2 separate regions of the Hordeum vulgare genome follow, and region 2 is linked to region 1. The links are chromatin contacts, called in public Hi-C maps. All regions are on one chromosome and are shown on one strand. Each heading gives the region's core, a stretch centred on a gene start, on an enhancer-like site or on the middle of the called end of the contact. The rest is flanking DNA. Distances are from core to core; before and after follow the strand shown.

What was found. Hi-C and Micro-C count contacts between places; a contact is called where the count stands out from the background.
Region 2: a contact with region 1 is called in a Hi-C map of seedling, with 4 times the contacts expected there. The contact joins the enhancer-like site here to the promoter of LOC123395438 in region 1. A contact is called at or near these places in 2 of 6 Hi-C or Micro-C datasets (leaf and seedling).

What each region holds. Positions count from the first base shown.
Region 1 is chr5H:366,916,679-366,922,427 of MorexV3_pseudomolecules_assembly, reverse strand. LOC123395438 reads right to left here and starts at 2,575. Exons shown (of 2, transcript XM_045090437.1): 1 at 1,099-2,575. The coding sequence starts at 2,374. The coding sequence ends at 1,121.
Region 2 is chr5H:367,181,700-367,187,318 of MorexV3_pseudomolecules_assembly, reverse strand. It overlaps the pseudogene LOC123397525. Among protein-coding and RNA genes, the nearest start is that of LOC123395933, 92 kb to the right of the region's middle. Within about 2 kb of position 3,943, at least 3 of the 3 cell types and tissues checked have open chromatin away from gene starts, as enhancers often do. A contact at or near this core is called in leaf and seedling, where this site is marked.

The sequences.
Region 1 (5,749 bases), core at 1,326-3,825:
TAAAAATGGAAGCTAATTCCTCAACAATTGAAATAATTTTCTAGTTGTCTGAAACATATTTTTGTGTGATTGCATTGGACACAAATATGATCGAACTAGATCGAAGCAAACATCAGTTTCCGTGGAAGCAAAAAAAATCTACCTATCGAAGCAAACAATTTCTAACTCTAAGGAAGGAATCTTTTCTATTAGAAGACCAATTTCTAACTCGAAGGAAGGTTCTTCATTATTTAGAAGACCAGGATGGAAGCAATCTGTATTTTCCACGGAAACAATTTTTGAAGCTGACCAAAAAAAGAGAATATTATTTTAGAGGCGGTTAAACTTACACTCAAAATAAGGAATGAAAACAAATTGTACGGAAACAAATCGCATGCATGGAAGCACCTATCATGGCGCCTATTCAATTCGATATGCCTTAATTTAATAGGGTGGTTGTTTGGAAACAAATTGATTGCAATTAATGTGAAATCATGCATGCAAATAAATTAATAGGCACAGTTTTTAAGGAAGCAATCCAACACACATCGGCAGCACATGTGGGGCTGTACAGCCAAATCTGATGGCCATCATGCTTCTCATCATACGGTCAATGACTAGTCTGGTAAAACATATCGGATCAGTAGTCTGATCCGTAACGCTTCCCTAACTAAAAGAGCAAATAGCGTAAAGCTGCCATAATTCGGGTTAGGGTTCCGAAAAATTAGCACTTATTGAAAATTCCCTAAAACCTACCACAAATTTGGTTTTTGATTTTAAACTCCATCGAATCGCAAAAGCTTTGGCATGCGAAGTATGACAGACCAGGATAGCAATGACATGTGTGCAGTGTAGCTAGAGACTATGAACCATGCAGAGGAAGAAAGTATATATTTGGACCTTCTACCACGAGCATATATCGAAACCTAGAGGAATCGAGAAATAAATCGTGACTAGAAACTCTAAAACAGACATGTATTTGGAATGATCGCTTTACAATAGTTGCCACCAGCATGTATCGAAACCTCAAGGCGGCCACATAGGAAATGATCTGAGGAATTAAGCACGTCATCAAGCAACATCGATGAGTGGCATCATGAAGAGGAAAGGAGGTTTTACCAATCAATCACCGGGAGGGAAGTCAGCATTCTGGAGCGAGGAAGGCAGGCGGCCACGCGAGGAAGTAGGCGTAGATCGGGTGGCCGTACTCCTTGCCATGCTTGGTGTGCAGGCGCTCCATCTTGGCGGTGTCCAGGTGTACGGAGTAGCGCCCATATCCCATGGTTCTGATGAACACCTTGCCGGTGCGCCCTGCGTCCAGGTCGCTGGGCCAGACACTGAACACCCTGTGGCCCAGGTCATTGGGCAGGCCTGGCACTGCGTCCCACACCACGCGCATGTTGAGCATCTCCCTCTCCAGAATCCACCCGTTGTCGCTCCCCCTGGCCAACCCGCGGACCCAGAGCTGCAGCTGCCGCGAACGACGTCCCACGGTCAGCAGGCACAGACGCCCATCCTCCGGCGTCTCTCCCACGCGGTACGTGCAGAAATGGTCCGACACTACAGCCGGCGCCAGCATGTAGGACAGGTGCGTCGTCGCAGGGTCCAACACGAGCATGCGGTAGGAGTTGCAGATGTGCCAGTAGAGCTTCCCGGCGGCGTGCACGCAGCGCGACTCGAACAACCAAGGGTCGAAATCGACCTCTAACTCCATGGTCCGGGGGAGCGTGCGCCAGCTGCATCGGCCGTCGTCGACGGACGCGACCCAGGCGCGCGGGTGCCCGCCGTCGACGGAGACGCACACGACCTCGAAGCAGAGCTTGCTCGGGTGCGCGCGGGAGAGAAGCGCGGAGCCGACGTAGTGCCTGGAGCGGCGCCAGCGGTGGTCGTCGTGCGCCGTGTCGCGCGGCGGCGGCGAGAGGAGCACGCGGCGGCGGGTGGCCGGGTCGATGACGAGGAGGCGTGGGAGGATGCCCTTGGGGAGCGACCCGAGGGGCTCGAGAAGCAGGAGGCCCTGGTGGCAGTCGTGGAGCTCGTAGCGGGAGGCCCCCGGAGCGAAGTCGACGGAGAGCTTTGGGGCGGAGGCGTCCAAGGGAGCGAAGACGGCGGGGGTGTCGATGTCCCTGGATCGCGTGTTCATGGGCGGCGGCAAACCGGTGGCCGTTGGGTGGAAGAAGTAGCCGAGGAGAGGGGCGGAGCGGGGGAGGCAGCGTGCGGCGACGCGGCGCCAGCGGTGGCAGGCGAGGGCGGCACGGAGAAGGTCGGCGAGGCAGAGGCGACCGAGAATGTTGCGGAGGCTGTCCACGGGGAGGGCATCGACCGTCGTCGCCGACTTGGCAGCCCCCGTCTGTGGCTCCTCCACCACCGGTGGCGTCGGGAGAGATGGTCCGGCCATGGTTTGGCTTTGCAAGGAAGGAGCAGTAGCAGTGAGGGACAGAGGGCGGTGTTCTTTTGTACCCAAGGAGCGTGGTAGCAGGGACAGAGTACGTTTGGATCAGGCTTTGGGAAGGAGTACAGTAGTATTGTTGACCACACCACTCACCTTTATATTTTGAACTTGACACACCACTCACCTTGGATGAACTCTCTTCGAAATATGAAATTTGAAATGCTCTCCTTAGACCAACTCCAACCGGCCGACCCAAACAGATTACAATTTTGTTCGTTTTTTATCCGTTTGGTGATAGCCCGCTCCGCGTCTGGTCGCTTTTCTTTTTGGTCGGTCGTGCATCCAACGCGGACGACTCATTTATGTCCGCACATTTAGATTAAAAAGGCCTCATGCCAACGTTCAAGAATTCATGTTCGCATCATGCCAGCGACCGAAATACATTGCGAGCCTATAGAAAACCACCACGCAGTTCATACTCGCACATTTGCCAGCGACCATCACATATGCCAGCACACTAAAAGGGGCGGGAATTCGACCACGTCATGTCGGCACGTGGTTATGCCAGCACACTTGTCGGCATACAAAAAAGGGATTGTGATCTTCATCGCAGATCACAGCTGGTCGAACTTGAGCATTTCGGCCTGCATTTTCTCGAACCATAGCCTCTTCCTAGGCGACACGGTGTTCAGATCAACCTTCATGATCTCCACGCCCGTCTTCGTGCTTGCGAGGGTCACTTCTTTCACCTTGGTCTTGGCATTCGTGTCCTCGATCTCGAGCATCTTGGCTTGATTCCCCTCCTCCAACTCAAGTATCTTGGCTTGCCTCTCCGCGTCCATCTCGAGCCTCCTCCTTTGGATTTTCATGAAGGCATTCATTTGCTCTTCCTTTTCTTGTCGGCGCTTCTCCTCCCTCTAGTCCTTCTTGTTCATCATGCCCACCACCTTTTCAAGCAAGGCAATCGACGCCGCATCCCGCTTGTCCTCCTTCTTCGAGTTGGTCTTCCCCCGCGGTCGGGCCTTCTTGCCGTCACCATGGTCCTCCACAGCTTCTTCCCCCCCCCCCCCCACGCGCCAAGAGGGCGGCATATTGCTTCTTGAACTTCTCCTACCCCTTGATGATAGTCCAACAATGAGAAAGATGGAAGTCCTTGCTGTCGTGTTGAACCTTGAATGCCTTCAAAGCTTGAAACACCTACAATTCAAACCAAGGAAGCATATGTGGTCAAACGGACATGCAATCCACGGGAAAAATGTGTGGCACCAAAAGGGAATGAGAGGGCATGCATACCATGTCTTGGATGCCGAGGCCGCTCACGGGTGTGCCTTGATGCTCTCATAGGTGGCACAAAACTTGTTGCACTCTTGTTGAATCACCCTCCAATGCTTCGAAAATGACACCCATCCACGCCTGCTTTGCATTTGGTATGCGGGAAACTTCTTGCGCTCATGGAACTCACGATTAACATGAGTCCATAAGGCTGACCACTTTTGTTCGGCGCCGACCTTCGGGTCTTGCCCAATGTCCCTCCAACACTCACAAAGAAGCTTGTCCTCGGTCGGCGTGTATGCCTTCGTCCGCTTATTCTAGTGCTTTGGCTTCGCCCCAGCAGCAGTTTTGTTGGCGAGCTCCTCCTCGAACAAAGGCTCCCCGTCGATGTCCATGTCATCCTCCTCCTCCTCCTCAAGGTTGTAGTCCTCCGAGAACTCATGGTCGAGCGGGAAGCCGTCTAGGCTGAATTGATCTTGCATGAAGGCGTCATGTGGATCATTGGTGGCTTGTGTGAATGGCGCTCGGCCGTCCTGGCTTTGGGTCTCATCGGGATCGTACGCAGCCGCGGAGTAAGCACCAGCCGCCGTCACACCGCCTTCGAAGTTCATGTTCTCGAGGAAACGGTTGGCCGTGTCGTCATCGACGGCCGCCGGCATTCCGACGTACAGAGTGCGGGTGCCGGTAAGCATGTCGGCTGGCATCTCACGATGGCGTTTCCTCATGCCTCCAAACGATGATCCGCCTACCACTGACGTGGCGTTGAGGTCGATGGTCACCGGCGCGAGCGTGGAAGGGGCCATGATGCTCACCTCCGGTGAGCATTCCCCCGAGAAGCGGCTTCCTTGCGGGTAGGCGTGGAAGCCGGGAATCGGCTGCGTGAAAGACGCGCGCGGCGACTCCGGCAGCATCATCCGAGGATATGCTGACGAGACCGTGTTGGCCGCAGCCGCGGCAACGGCGGCGAAAAGCCCGTGCTGGCTAGTGTTTACCCCTAGATACTACAAGGCCTCCCTCGTTGTCGCCTCCACCCGGGCATTGGTGTCTTCATGCTGCGCGGTGACGGCGATGGTGGCGGCGGCAATTGCCTCGCCCCTTGCATCCTGTGCGTGCCTCCAGTCCTTCCTCTTGGCCGACTCCACGGCCCGCTCCTCGAACGTCAACTCCTTCTTCTTCTTCTTGGGCGACGGGCGGCCTTGCGGGGGACGCGGGGCTTGCCTCTGGCTTCGTCGGTGGCGTCGGACAAGGCAAGGGAGGTGATAGCGGCGGCGGCCTCGAGGTCTTCCTCCATGGCGATGGGAGCGGGCGCGGGAGCGAAGGGGGGGGGGGGGGGTTGAGGAAAATAAAGGGAAAAAGTGGATGCTTTGTCACCTACTTGCGGGACAGGAAGGGGAGTAGGCGCGCGTCCGCTTCGTATTCGCGCCGACGCAAATCAGGCTCAAAATTGGGTCGGGAATAGGTCGACAGGCGAACAAAAAACGAACACACGTAAGTTAGGATCGACGCGTTGGGCCAAGTTTTTGTTCGCAAGGACCCAAGCGGACGGCGACGGCTGGGCCAAGTTTTTGTCCGCACGGATCCAAACGGACGAAATGAGTCGCCCTGTTGGAGTTGTTCTTAATTCTTGTGATATTGCGACTAAAGAACTATTCTGATTATACCTAAGGGCTTGTTTGGTTAATCCCACCAAAGAGAGGATTGAAAAGGATTGGAGGAAATTGAGGTGGAATTTGACTTATAGGGGATTTAATCCCTCCTAATCCCCTCCAAACCCCTTCAATTCTAAAAAAATCGTACAGTGCCTAAAAAAGAATTGTTCTCATTCACATCCGTATACCTATGCTTTTTTGTGATCATTCAATACAGCCCTTGACCAAAATTATCTACGGACACAAGGGTTGGGGTTTTATCTGTTTTGCCTTTAGTTGTGTCACACTGCTTCATTTTGCCACTACAAGTTACTCAAAAGTGCGTCGTTTCGTTAAATTGATGCTCAAAAATGCAACTCGCCATCGTAATGGATAGTGCGACTCGCCAATCGCCATCGTATGTAAGCCCATTGACCAGAGTGAAATGACCAAAATACCCCGGTCAATGGTCTTTGACCAA
Region 2 (5,619 bases), core at 2,694-5,193, 260 kb before region 1:
TTTGGGAACTATAAAGGTAACCTAAAAGATATTTATAACAAATCACAATGAGCAAGGAAATCAGAGATACACAAAACTGCAATGTCAAAATAAACATTACAATTCATTAGCAACCTAGTTAACTAGATAAATATTAGAGTGAATTCCTCTTTTTACCCTGTAGTTGTACATTTTTGACACTAACTACCCCATCGAGTGGAAATTCGTCTATAATACCCCTTTTAGAAGCTTTGGACACTCGTTTTCTGATGCATGTCCATCAGGCAAGGTGTGAGGTGACGTCCGGGATCCAAAAATATATGAACGATGATGAAGAATGGAACAGATGGACAAGAAAAGTCTGGACATGATCGTCAACGATGTCCTCTGATCTTTATAGTTTTTTCTACGAATCATTAACGCAACATGCCAATCCTATCTAGCATAAACAAGAAAAATGTAAATCTGAGGAATTACCGTCTTAAAAGTCATCAAAATCTGATATTTCGATAAAAGTTTCACTAAATTGGGTAACATGTGTCACAAATGTACGACTACAAGGTAAAAAGCGGAATTTACTCTAAATATTATGTTGTTCCTGGCCAAAATTACTTACCACGTAGCTCGTACTCCGTCCGTAAAGAAATATAAGAGCGTTTAGATCACTAAAGACTCTTCTTGTATTTCTTTACAGAGGGAGTACTAAATAAAACTGGTTCTAGGAAAATCACATGAAGGGACTATAATACATGACATCAAAGTCCATTCAAGCATACTAGGATAATGTGTAAGAACAATTCAGAAGTTCTAACTGGGAAACTTTCAGAATGTGAAACGGCAGGATAGGATAATGAACGCACAAATTAGGGAAGTATCAAGTGTATCTCTACAACCAACAGGACTTGTGACCAGAAGTTTCAAACAGACTTAGATATTGGAATGACCGCCTTCCATCCGTGTCATTTACTAGAGCATAATCACTTGAGTGTCCTACCTATCTTGCAAGAAGAACTCCCTATAACCTTACATGGATACACTTGTGCCTCCAGGTTCTACTAGCCTACTCCAAAGACAATGCACTTATTCATGGTATTATATGCACATGGAACAAACTACTGCAATCAAACACATGAAAAAAAAAAAGACTGATCCGAGTGTGCAAAAGAGTGAGCAACATCGCTGGACAAAAATGGCGACAGGGTTTACCGAAGTCAGTCCTCTGGAGCGAGGAACGTGGGCGGCCATGCCAGGGAGTAGGCGAAGACGGGGTCCCCATAGTCCTTGCCACTTGTCGTCGGCAGGCGCTCCATCTTGCCGGTGTGCAGATCGTACGTGTAGCGCCCAAATCCCCAGGTTTTGATGAACTCCTTCCCTGTGCGACCGGCGTCCATGTCGGTGGGCCAGATGCAATGGGTCCTGAGCATCCGGTTGCTGGGCATGCCAGGAATCATGTCGCACAGCGCGTTCAATTCCACGATCCTCCTCTCCAGAAGCCAACCGTTGTCGCTCCACCTGCCCTCCCCGCGCACCCAGAGATGCAGCTGCTGCTCGCCGTCCGTGACCAAGCAAAGCCGCCCGTCCGGCGTCTCCCCGACGCGGTACTTGCACACAGCCAGCGCGTCGATTCGCAGCGCGCGCGGCGCCTGCAGGTAGGAGAACCTGAGCGTGACAGGGTCCAGCACCAGCACGCGCTGAGAGTTGCAGATGTGCCAGTATATCTTGCCGGCGGCGTGCACGCAGCGTCCTTCGAACCACCAGGGATCGAAATCGACCACGACATCCTCGTCTCGCGGGAGCGCGCGCCAGCTGCAGTCGCCGTTGTCGACGGACGCGACCCAGGCGCGAGGGCGCACGTCGTCGATGGCGAAGCAGACAACCTCGAAGCAGAGCTTGCCCGGGTGAGCGCGGAGAGCAGCGCGGAGCCGACGTAGTACCTTGAGCTGCGCCAGCGGCGGTCATCGGGCACCGTATCGCGGCGCGGGGGCGGGAGGACCGCGCGGCGGCGGGTGGCCGGGTCGAGGACGAGGAAGCGGGGGATGAGCTGCTTGGGAAGGGTGTCGGACAGGTGTGCTTCGGTAAAACCCCTCCCGTACAAAACGTATAAAGTAGAATGTATACCCACCTCTACATTATAGACCGTTATACGTATACTATATGAGGTGGATATACTTACAACGGCCTATAGTATATAATACGAGGTGGATATACATTCTACTTTACGTTTTATGGCGGAGGGTTGTACCGAAGCAAAAGTGGGGGTCGGCTCGAAAAGCACGAGGCCTTGGTGCGAGTCGTAGAGGTAGAAGCGGAAGGCGTCCTGAGCGAAGTCGAGGGAGAGGCGCGGGGAGGAGGCGTCGAGGGGAGCGAACACGGCGGGGGTGTCGGGAGACTTGGTTTCCTCCATGGGGTACGGGGGAGAGACTTGGGTTGGATGGAAGAAGTGGCCGAGTAGAGGAGGGGCGCGAGGGAGGCAGCGGGCGGCCAGGCGGCGCCTGCGGTGGCAGGCGAGGGCGGCACGGAGGAGGTCGGCGAGGCAGAGACGGCGGAGAATGCTGAAGATGTCGAACTCGGCGAGCACGTTGATGGAGACGTCCGGGTCCGGCGCCTTAGCCTGTGGCTCCACCGGCGGCGGGGGAGGAACCGGGGTGGATGAAGGTGGGGCTTTTTTGGTTCTGGTCTTCTTCCCTTTGTTCTTCCGCGCCATTGCTGGGGCTGCAGGAGGGTGCGAGAGAGGGGCCGGACGGCGGAGGGACTGCCGCACGCGGGGCATCGTTTTGCAGGACGGACATGTGATTTCCGCGTTGCCTTTTCGAATTTTGGGATGGTGGTGCGTTTGACTTGTACTCAAAATTCATGGTGAGGTCTGATGGAAATTGATTTTGCAAGGAGAGATAAGCTCACCGAAGGTCACCGGACTTGTACTCAAAATTCACTTCAGTCACTGGCTTAAGAATATCCGATACACGATCACGAAAGTCACATCCGTTAACACCGACTGCCATCACGTACGCTTTGGTTTCGTATTTTTTTGGATAAAAAGACTAAAAATCTAACGAATACAAAGCATGATGAGCAATAGTTAGCCTCTGTATAACTAAAATGTACATAATGATTAGTCGTCAACAACTCTGCCCGGATGCGCAATGGGAGGAGAGATGCGTGAGAGCTCACGCGACGCGTTCGGCAACTCCGTCGCGCCGCCCGACCCGGCAGGGGCTCCCGATGCCGCTGCCTCTTCTCTCCTGCTGTCATCGACCACCCCTCACCGTCGATGTGGACGGTGGGCCCCCTGTGGAGGTAACCCTTGTTTGTTCTCTCATGGTAGCGTGATCCGTGTTCGTCTCCATGCCATTGTTCCGCGTCCAGGCTCGGCCTTTCGCGAGCGTGTGCTCGCGTCCTTTCTTTCCTTCGTGTCCCATGATCCTGGGTCCTTCCCTGACCTGGGTAAGCCTGGCGTGCTCTAGGTCGCCGCACCCTTGCCGACAGCGTGTTTCTCGGCCGTAGGGGTTGCTGGGCTCCTTTCCCACATTTTTCGTGCCCCGGACGAGTGTCTCAAGGTCGTCCGCATCGGTGAGCTCGTCTTATATGTCGGGGTCGCTAGTCCGGCGATCGTTGCATTCCTCGTCGCCGTTGGCCGTGGCCTCATGCCTGCCATTAACCTCTCTCTCTTTGTGTGGCGTGGCGGAGCATGCGTGGCACCAGCCAGGGCTTTGGCCCGAGCGAGGCGAATTGCTGCCCGTTGCCACCCACCGGGTGTAACTGCGGCCTCTAGCCGCGCTCGCCTCAGTAGCCTTTTGGGCATTTGGTGCCCTGTCCCCTCCAGAGTTAATAGCCTCGGTTTGCTCTCCGTGCCTCTGGACACCGTTTCGGCTGATGATTCGCCGAAACCCCCCTGCGAATCGATTGCCCATCCTACTCCCGATCTCCCGACGGGATTGGTCGTGCCTCCCAGCGACAATGTGGGCGTCGCTAGCGGTTGTCCGTTGCGCATTGATTGCCTGGAGGTTGACAGCTCCGCCGCGGTGGACCCAGTTCTGTTTACTTCCCCGACTCCCGCGGGGAAAAGTTCTTACAAGGACGCACTGCTTTCACCTGCCTTGCATAAAAAAAACCTCGCGCTTCCTCCCTCCTCTCTCCCCAGCTGGTTGTTTTCGCTGTCTCTCCCCCCACCATCTCGTCCGCGACCCCGTTCACTGCCGCCGTTGCCGGGTCTCTAGGCATAGAGCAGGCTCGCCTCGCTGTGCCATGGCCTCCCTCCGCCGGCTTTCGTCCCCCGTCGCGGCCTCCGCCTCCTCCACGCGGCCAACCTCCGTCCCGACTCCGCCCCTCCTCCTCCGCCTCCCTCCCGCTCGTCGTTCGCCCACTCCATACCCGACGGTGTGTGCCCGCTCCTCCAAACACCTAGCAAGCCTAGCCCTGCTTGGGGTTCGAGTTGGGAGAGGCGAGCTCCCTTGCCCCTGCTGTGGAGCCGATGGACGCGGTGCTGGTGGAATCGCGTTTCCGCGATATCTCCACGTTGGAGGTTGTCTCCTCGCCGCCTCCCTCCCAGATCCCTTCCTCGCCGGTGTCCAGCCACCTGGAGTCGGTCGCGCCGGTGCCACGCAACCCCGACCACGGCCAGGTTGCGGGCTTCCCTGTAGGACAGGGTGGGGTGGCGCTGGCTCGGGCGACGCCCTCTCCTCTCTCGTGGGCTCGTCTGCCACATCGGAGTCGTCTAGGTCCTTTGGGCACTCCATTGATGCAGAGTCCATGCGCCCAGACTCGGTTGAGGTTTTCATGCCTGAGGGTGACTACACAACAGTTATTAGGCTGGCGGTTGTCACCATTGAGCCGCCAAACACGTTCCATAACGACACGACGATGGTTCAAAGCGGCCGTCCTTCGCTCCATCAGCCACCTCCTCCTAGAGACGATCCCGTCGTCGATCGGCGCCATGTACCTCCGGCTTGCCTCGGTGGTGGATTGCGAGGAGGCCATGGGCCACCAGCCCTTCATGCATGAAGGCCCCGCATCGAACTCCACCGCGAGGATGTGTATGGGCGAGTGGACATGCAGTTTGGTATGTGTGCCCTGTGGCGGCCACTTGCTTCCCCACCGAGCACCTGAACCCAAAAGGGATTGCTGCGGCTTTTGCTCCTTTCGACCGGGTGCTGGAGGTTGATCCGCTGGTGCTGGCGGGAAGGGAGCCTGCCACTGTTAGGCTTGTGGTGCAGCTCCGGGGGCCGTGCGATGTGCCTTGTGACGCCTGGCCCATTGGGGGCAGATGGGGGTGCGTGTGATCTCTCTTTGGCTTGTTCGTGCTTGGGCGGCAGGCGACTCCTTGTCTAGAGACAGTGTTTACATCCCGTTCTTCCAAGACCCACCGCCTTCTTTCGCCCACAACTACCCTCCTCTCTAGGGGATCACCGCGGGGCGTGGGTGCGGTGGAGTCGTGCATGCTTCTGCTGCCCGAGGGCGTGGGCGCGGCGGAGGCCGCCATCTCGCCTCGATGCCGCACGTCCTTGGCGCGCCGCCCCTTCCAGACCCCTTCCATGTCAGGTCGTGGGTCGAAGGCGGTGACGAGCCGTGGCGCCTCATGTTGGCTCGCCCCTCTCCGCCAAGAGACGTCTCACCGTCTCTGGGCTCCACCTTGAGCTTTGG